Linked DNA regions of Mus musculus: region 2 is linked to region 1. The links are chromatin contacts, called in public HiChIP or PLAC-seq maps. All regions are on one chromosome and are shown on one strand. The core of a region is the stretch at or near the end of the contact, and the rest is flanking DNA. Distances in the headings are between cores, read along the strand shown. Region 1 overlaps Reck (reversion-inducing-cysteine-rich protein with kazal motifs). Region 2 overlaps Clta (clathrin, light polypeptide (Lca)).

The links. HiChIP or PLAC-seq counts read pairs in DNA pulled down with a chosen protein or histone mark.
Region 2: a contact with region 1 is called in a BATF HiChIP or PLAC-seq map of CD8 T cells, with 8 read pairs. The contact joins two enhancer-like sites. A contact is called at or near these places in 1 of 39 promoter capture datasets (the SN4741 cell line), 1 of 15 datasets of contacts at CTCF or cohesin (the NIH/3T3 cell line), 3 of 484 Hi-C or Micro-C datasets (cortical neurons and regulatory T cells), 30 of 115 datasets of contacts at active chromatin or transcription factors (the 230-238 cell line, CD8 T cells, the HPC-7 cell line and 18 more) and 3 of 9 other capture datasets (adipose tissue, embryonic stem cells and liver).

What each region holds. Positions count from the first base shown.
Region 1 is chr4:43,901,905-43,905,927 of GRCm38.p6, reverse strand. The region is part of intron 6 of Reck (reversion-inducing-cysteine-rich protein with kazal motifs); the gene reads right to left. Among named protein-coding and RNA genes, the nearest start is that of Reck, 28 kb to the right of the region's middle. Within about 2 kb of position 2,072, at least 51 of the 459 cell types and tissues checked have an H3K27ac peak or open chromatin away from gene starts, as enhancers often do. A contact at or near this core is called in CD8 T cells, the SCID.adh cell line, T-cell acute lymphoblastic leukemia and 3 more, where this site is marked.
Region 2 is chr4:44,020,336-44,024,216 of GRCm38.p6, reverse strand. All of the region lies in intron 4 of Clta (clathrin, light polypeptide (Lca)), which reads right to left. Among named protein-coding and RNA genes, the nearest start is that of Clta, 18 kb to the right of the region's middle. Within about 2 kb of position 1,791, at least 54 of the 459 cell types and tissues checked have an H3K27ac peak or open chromatin away from gene starts, as enhancers often do. A contact at or near this core is called in CD8 T cells, the SCID.adh cell line, T-cell acute lymphoblastic leukemia and 3 more, where this site is marked.

The DNA.
Region 1 (4,023 bases), core at 823-3,322:
TTCCCTTCCCTTCCCTTCCCTTCCCTTCCTTTATTGTTTTTTAAGACAGGGTTTCTCTCTACATAGCCCTGGCTGTCTTGGAACTCACTATGTATATCAGGCTAGCCACAAACTCACAGAGACCTCCCTGCCATTGCCTCCTGAGTCCTGGGATTGAGGTATGTACCGCCACACCTGACAGTAGATAACTCTTTAGGGTATAATAGTTAGTGATCCATGGGAGATGATTTGGAAGAGGGGATCTGTTGGATTTTATTTGATTATATCTGGGAAGACTGTACTCAGCAAGAAGTGTAGAAAGATGACGACTGTGTGTTTTGGTGTGTGTGTGTGTTGCATGCCTTTAATGAATCTGTTGTTTAAGGCCAATCTGGTCTACATAGTGAGTTTCAGACCAGCCAGGGCTACATAGTGAAATCTTATCTCAAAAAGAAAGTTGGCAGAGAAGATTCTAGAATTGTCATTAAATAGGAGTAATTAAAGATATGGGGTCTGGGCTAGGGAAGTGGCTTCGTGATAGAGCATGATACCCTGGCCTCTACTCCTGGTACGACAAAAACAAACAACAAAGCATGAGAAAATAAGCCACCCAGAGAAAGGCCATTTAAGACGAGACAAGATCTCGGCTAGTCTGATACGACCAAGACCGTAGGCATACTCTTACACAGCTAAGGTATGGACGAGAAAAGAAAAGAACCAGGAACAAGGACATCAAACAGGAGTTTCTCCTAGGACAATGCTAAACAACAGAGCAGTGCACCCCAGCAAGTCTTACTATGGTAAGCCAGTACTGCAGGACCCAACAGGTTTCGCTCTTTTTGGAGCTCATCAGCTGCAGGTAACGGCCAGATCTGATATATACACCTCTGTGGAGGGTCACCATTCCTTAAGTTTCCCATCACACTCTGCTATTTACTCCAACAACTCTTGGCACTTCCTCAGTGTGAACTGATACATACTTTATATTTAGACTCTTACACTTTGTGTATGTGTAAGAGCAAGTGTGTACCCACTAGGGATCGAGCCAAGGGCTTCTAAGCCACATCTCCAACCTGTGTACTTTTATTAAAATAGCCAAAAGCTGTGTGAGGACAGCACAGCTGTCCAAAGCCTATGCTGTTAGCTGTCCCACCAGAACCACTGCAGCAGACTGACATTACACTACAGCTTAGGGGACCTCCAGCTGCCAGTGACATGGCTGGTTCTGCTTTTTCTGGTCCCTTAGACTGTTCCCCACCTCCCTTCTTTTATGCTTCTAACACAAAGTAACTCTAGAACCACGGTTAATTTGATGCAAACACATCTTTCAGCATACATTTACTGAATACTCGCTGCGGACCTGGCACAACCCCAGCAGGCATAAACAAACACATACTCAACACTGGCGTCCAGGGCAGAGTGAAGTGCACGCTAAAGGTGGTAAGAGTGGGTGAGGACTACATACACATTTCCTTTCTATACAAAAAACATTTCTGGGAACCGCAGGAAATAGATGGCTGTAGAAGATGACATGGGAAAGACTTGATTACATGCTATTCTCAACTGTGAACCACATGAATAATAAAAAAATACAGTTTTACACAAACCTGCACTTGTCACACGTAGCCATGTGCTGGCAGTGGTGCAGACAGCTGTAAGGTGGAACTCGCCTTAGGCTCTGTGGTCTAGGGCCTCTGTGCTGCCTTTATCTTAGCATTCTCACAGACCCAGTGGTCATCAGCAGAACAATCTAGTTATATTAGCATCCATCGCATGCATGCCTCACGACTTAGTGGCAACAGAGGGTGTTGGGTCCTGTAGGGTTAGAGTTACAGATGGTCGTGGGCAGCCATGTGGTGCTAGGAATTGAATCTAGGTCCTTTGTAAAAGCAGCAAGTGGTCTGAACCACCGAGCCTACTCTTCAGCTTCTTAAACCTTAAAAAAAAGGCCAATCTGAGAGATGAGATCTCACCCTGGGTTTTCTTTACTGTTTGTCGCCTTCTTTAAAGAAAACCGTCAAAGAACTACACTGAGGAAAGGAAGTAAGACACAGGAAACGACCGTTCTGTGTGTGGCCTGTCTGGAAAGCCCAGAGCAGCAGTGAGGAGAGGAAGAGGCAGACAGGAGCATGGAGGTCTGCGGGCAGCTGAAGCGCTCACTTCAGTGGCTTGAGCAGCAAATGGGAAGGCCACATTAGGATTTGTAAATTTGTGTGCTACCTTAATGTCCTGAACTAAAATTTAAACTCATAATTTTATCACCATCACCAGGTCTCTGGACATTTTGCTACCTTCACATCCCTCACAGAATTTATCAATGTCTCCTCTGACAGTCAAGGAAAAAATAACAATAATCTGAAATTCTAAAAATTACCAAACTGGTATCCAAAAGAAAAGGTTCACAGATAAGTTGTTGACAAAGATGGTTTGAAAGACCACTATAGGTTATGTCTCATATCTCACAGAAAACAGTTTCTCAGTTTGCTGAGTTTTAATCAGGTTAGTCACAGAGCGGCCTCCCAGTCCCAGCACATTTTTAGTTTACATAAAAGTAATAGGTTTCACCGCGACAGTGTCACACATGCACGTGCACACACACGGATCATTATATTTTGTTCTCACTTGCCCCCTACTCTCTCACTTAATCCCACTCTCCTCTCCAACCATCTTAATGATGCATTATTTCCTGAAATCCTTTTGGATACAAAATTCTAGATTAACAGCTATTTTCTTTAAGAACCATGTAAATAATGTCTTCTGCCTTCTTTTGTTACTTCTGAGAAATCAGCTATTGGTCATTTTTGAAAGAAAGTTTTTTTTAAAATTCTTTTTAATGTAAGTGATGAGGTTGATGACAATGATGCTATAATATGTAGATACAATCTCTTTGGTTGTTTTTTGTTTTGTTTTTTCGAGACAGGGTTTCTCTGTGTAGTCCTGGCTGTCCTGGAACTCACTCTGTAGACCAGGCTGGCCTCGAATTCAGAAATCCGCCTGCCTCTGCCTCCCGAGTGCTGGGATTAAAGGCGTGTGCCACCACCGCCCGGCTGTAGATACAATCTCTTGCAGCCTGGGCTGACTTGAACTCACTTGAGTATGAACCTGAACATAATCCTCCTGAGTCTATCTGGACTCACAGGACAGAAACACTACCCCAGCTTCCGCTATGTTTTTATTTCTTCAATTAAATTTTTATTTTATGAAATTCTTTCCAACTATACTTGCTCTGTGTATTTTCAGGATCTTGTTTCTTACCCATATTAAATATCTTATGGTCTGCATGTGAGAGTCTCTATAGCGCAGGCGCCTGGGCCTATGCTGTTCACTACTGTTCCTACATGTGAATCTCTATAGCAGGCACCTGAGGTTTATTCTGTTCCCCACTGTTCCTGCTGGCTCTTGTCTCATGGCCTTGTTCTCTAGTAAGGTTTGTGATTTTTTTTTAACTGTGAGTTGCTTACTTTCCTTAGAATTTTATCTGTGGGAGCTTTAAGTCTGGAATAAAATTCCCTTCTTCCAGAGAGAATCTGTGTTATTTGTCTTCGGCATCTAAGAAAGGACTACCATTTTAAAATGATTTTAGATACAGTCTCAGCTTGGGATTTTCTAAGCACCTACTTCGTGTGAGTGACTTAACTAGTAACACCAGTTTTCAAGAGGGACGTTAGGTTTGAGAGGCAGCGTGTTCCTCTACAAAAGGAGACGGTCACAGTTTTGTCCCCCGTATTTCAAGTGCAGCCTCTTTGAGGAAAGATCACAATTGGGTTTTCCATCTTCTGTTGGAACCAAAAATCTCTTCCTTGACCTCCAAGTATGAGAGTCTATATAGCTATGAAACCTGGCTCAGTAAATTCAATGTCCTCAAAGCTTACACCTTCTGCGTGTTCAGTCCCTGCTGAATTTTTGGCTTGTGTATTCCATTGCTTCTTTCCAGCAGATCAAGCTAGCATTTTAAACTGTTTATATCTATAACACAGAACAAGGTAGTAAGTGTGTCCTAATGCCAGAAGATGAGGTCCTATATAATACTTTCAAGCACAGGAC
Region 2 (3,881 bases), core at 542-3,041, 120 kb before region 1:
AAGACACATTTTAGGTTCATTTTCAGCAGTGAGGGAGGGAAAAAAAACCCAAAAAAACCTCAAAAAGTCGAGTGAGCTTGCCATGGATAAGGGAGAACAAAGACTGGTCTGCTCGCAAGCTTACACTTGACTTCCTTCAGTAGGCCAGCCTGAAAATAACCACAGGATTATATAACCATCAAGGCCACCAGGAATGCAGAGGCAGCCCACCCTGTAATTATCATCTTGCAGAAGGAGAGTGAAAGCGGGGTGGCATCAAGTAAAGACTGGTCTGAAGAAGCAAGAGCGTTCCTGGGCATCCGTGGGAGTCACCTCCAAGTGTCCTGATGTTACAGACTCTCCTCTGTTGTTTAACTCACCAGAAACGGCCTGGCGCGCACATGAGACCCGTCTACTTGGGGTCCCGCTAAAGCCTCTGACACACTGGCAGGATTTCTGATGGTCCTGTCCATGACACACACGGGGCAGAGGATAAACCAATGGATTCTCAAAGTTGAGGAGGCCACATGAGCTTCAATGAAATAAAACCTACCACCAAACCCAAATCCAAGTGGACTACCCCCCAATTACTGCCCTTCTGTGGCTGGCAAGATGGCCCTGGGGTAGAAGCACTTGCCATGCAAGCCTCATGACCCAAGCCCAATCCTGGGTTCCACAGTGGAACCTTGAAATGTTTAAAACTTTAATTGCCTTTTGATTGGACTATATTCTATGCATTCTAACAATCATTAAAGTTATTTTTTGTTAGGGCTAGGCATGACAGCACACACCTTTAGTCCCAGTACTAGTAGGCAGAGGCAGATGGTTCTCTGTAAATTTGAGGCAGTCTGATCTAAGTATCAAGTTCCAGGACAGCCAGAGAAACAAGAGATACACAATAGAGAGACCGTGGTTTTTTTTGTTTTTGTTTTTTTAAAAAGTCTTTCTTTTCTCAAGTTTCATTGCATGGCCCAAAATGGATTTGCTGTATAGCTCAAACTGGCCTCAAACTTGTATGTTTCTCAATTACTAGGATTAGAGGGGGTATCACCATAGCCAGCGTACGTATTTTTCATTAAATGTTAGGATCAGTCTAACTGAAGTAAGATGGGCAGTCATCTGTAAGTAACAGTGTGTGCAGTATAAAACCCAGGCTGCCTGTCTGTCTGCTGGCTTACAGATTCACTGTGTGCTAGCACAAGTAACTGAGAGTCCTTACTGTTCAGCCTGATGGGACACAGCTCTAACAGCACGAGCTGGCGCGGGAAGGAAGGAGCCTCCTGAGAGCGAGGCACGCTGACGGGAACCTTCCTCCCCAGCCAGCCTCACCACTCCTTATAGGAGCCATTTGAGACCACGGCCACCGGCTCCGCTTCAACACCGTGCTTTCTCAGTTCTTACAGAAAAAAAGGGTGAAACCACAGAAACCCCCTGCCAACAAACATTGACTGCAATACAAGACCAAATGTTCGACTTTCCCTGAAGTGGCCATCTTGAGTTGGGACTGGGGATGCGCACCTGTAATCCCCGTGCCCAGGAAGCTCCTAAGTTTAAAGCCAGTTTGGTATGCACAACAAATCTCAGGCCAAATAGGGCTACACTATGAGACTCTGTGGTGGAGCTGGATGAAGGAGCCCCAGCTAAGAAAATTCTTCAAAGAGTTGCTCAAAACCCAAACTTGGTGGTTAGAAAAAAGAAAGAAGACATTTCCTACCACCAAAATGTACTTCCTGTGAGACAAACTCTGCCTCCAAGCCGTCACTAAAGACAGACAACGAGCAAGCAAACAACCACAGCTGCTAAGCCCTGTCATCCTGTTTGCAAGTCCCTTAACAACGCTCTCCAACACAGGAGCTTCCAGCCACACATGGCCACTGGAGTGTAAGCTTACTAAACATAAGTAAAGTTTAAAACTGAGTTTCTGAATCAGTTACAAGGACTTGAATACCCACATATGGTCAGGGCTACGATACTGTGTATTATCACAAACAAACTGGCCAGAGGCATAGATACCAAGTATCTCTACCTAGGAAAAGCCATTTAGTTACTGCTATTCAGGGTCACTCTGTTTTGAAAGCTTTGAAACTAGGGATAAAAGGTCTGGCACTGACTGGTTAGGCTATTTGGACAAGGTCTCTCCCTACTTCTAGGAGTCAGTTACCCCATCTGAAACCTAGGGAGCCATGTTTCATTAGGTAGAGTCTGGGAGAATACTGGCATAAGTACATGAAGACTTCGCCACTTCTAGGAGTCGCCCGTATGATAGAGCTGACCGGCCAATCAGAAGGAGTATGTGCACATCTCTCTATAAACCACACAGGGGTGATGGAGAGGCCCCAGCAGTTAGGAGCATTTGTTGCTCTTACAGAGCATCCAGGTTAGGTTCTTAGCACCCACACGGTGGCTCTCAACCATCTATCTTGGTTCCAAGGCATCCCAAACCCTCTTCTGGCCTCTGAAGGCACCAGGCACCACTGGTGTGTGTATGTAAACAAAACACTAAGGCACACAAAATATAATAAACAAATCTAAAAATAAATGAAGCCCACACATAGAGAGGCACACTCTTAACTAAATGAAAGCCATTAAGAGCTGGCATTGTAGCGTACGCCTTTACTCTCGGCACTCAGCAGCCCAACCCCGTCTACACAGCGAGCCCCAGGACAGGCAGGGCTACAAAGAGATGCTATTGGTCACCTCCTCACACTGTCACAGCAGGCTTCCCTCATCTTGAAGGAATAGGTGACATTAAGGTATACAATTCTACCAGAAGCTGATGCCAAGGCAGGGCCTGGCCTGCCCGGCGAGATGGCCATGCACACAGACGCACTTAGGAAGCAGTGTGGCTGGTGGGATGGATGTGGATCCCGAAGCACAGCAGACAAACTCACATTTGTTTTTACCACTTCTTAGCTGTGTGCTTCAAACAATCCACTTATAATCCTCAATACCTTTACTCATAAAAATGCAAAAGGGAGCTGGAGAGATGGCTCAGCAGCTAGGAGCTCTGGCTGCTCTTCCAGAGGACCTGGGTTCAATTCCCAATACCCACATGGCAGCTCACAACTGTCTGTAACTCCTGTCCCAGGGGATCTGACACCCTCACACAGACATACATGCAGTCAAAACCACCAATGCACATAAAGTAAAAATAAATATTTTTTTTAATGCAAAAAGACCCCTTACCTTATAGGAACAATTAGGCTAAGAAAAGAAGTCCAGGCTCCCTGTTATGATTTGGAAACGATAGGCTAGGACCCCCTAAGAGACTCATGTAGGGAGCTTGAGAGACGATTCAGGACTTTAGAAGACCAGCATCCACATAATGGCTCACAACCATCCATACCTCCATGTGCAGGGGATCCTACACCCTCTTCTGACCTCTGCAGGTACCAGACACATGACAGACATACATGCTGCTAAAACATTCATACACACAAATTCAACTATAAACCTTAAAAAAAAAAAGGCTCACGGTGCTATTTGTTGGGAAGTGACTGGACTACAAGAGATCCAACCTAATTGATGGGTGGATCCATGGCTGATTCACAACAGAATGGACCACTGGGAGATGTGGTAACAAAGGGGAGCCTGGATGAAGTGGTGGCTGCTGAGAGTCCTTCTGAAGGTAAATAACGTCCTTAGCCCCTGGCTCCTCTGTTTCCCATCTGCCTTGAGGTAACAATGTCCTCTGTCTGTTCTGCCAGGATGTTTCTATCTTGTCAGACCTAAAAAATCATAGAGCCAGGAGCCCTTTTCTGAAACGATGAGCCAAATCAAACCCTTTTCCCTAAGCTGAGTCTCTCCACTCTGATGTCACAGCAATGGAAAGTTACGAACACATTTCCTAACATTAGGTTCATCTTTCAAATGACAAATGAACCATCCGTGTAGCTCAAATG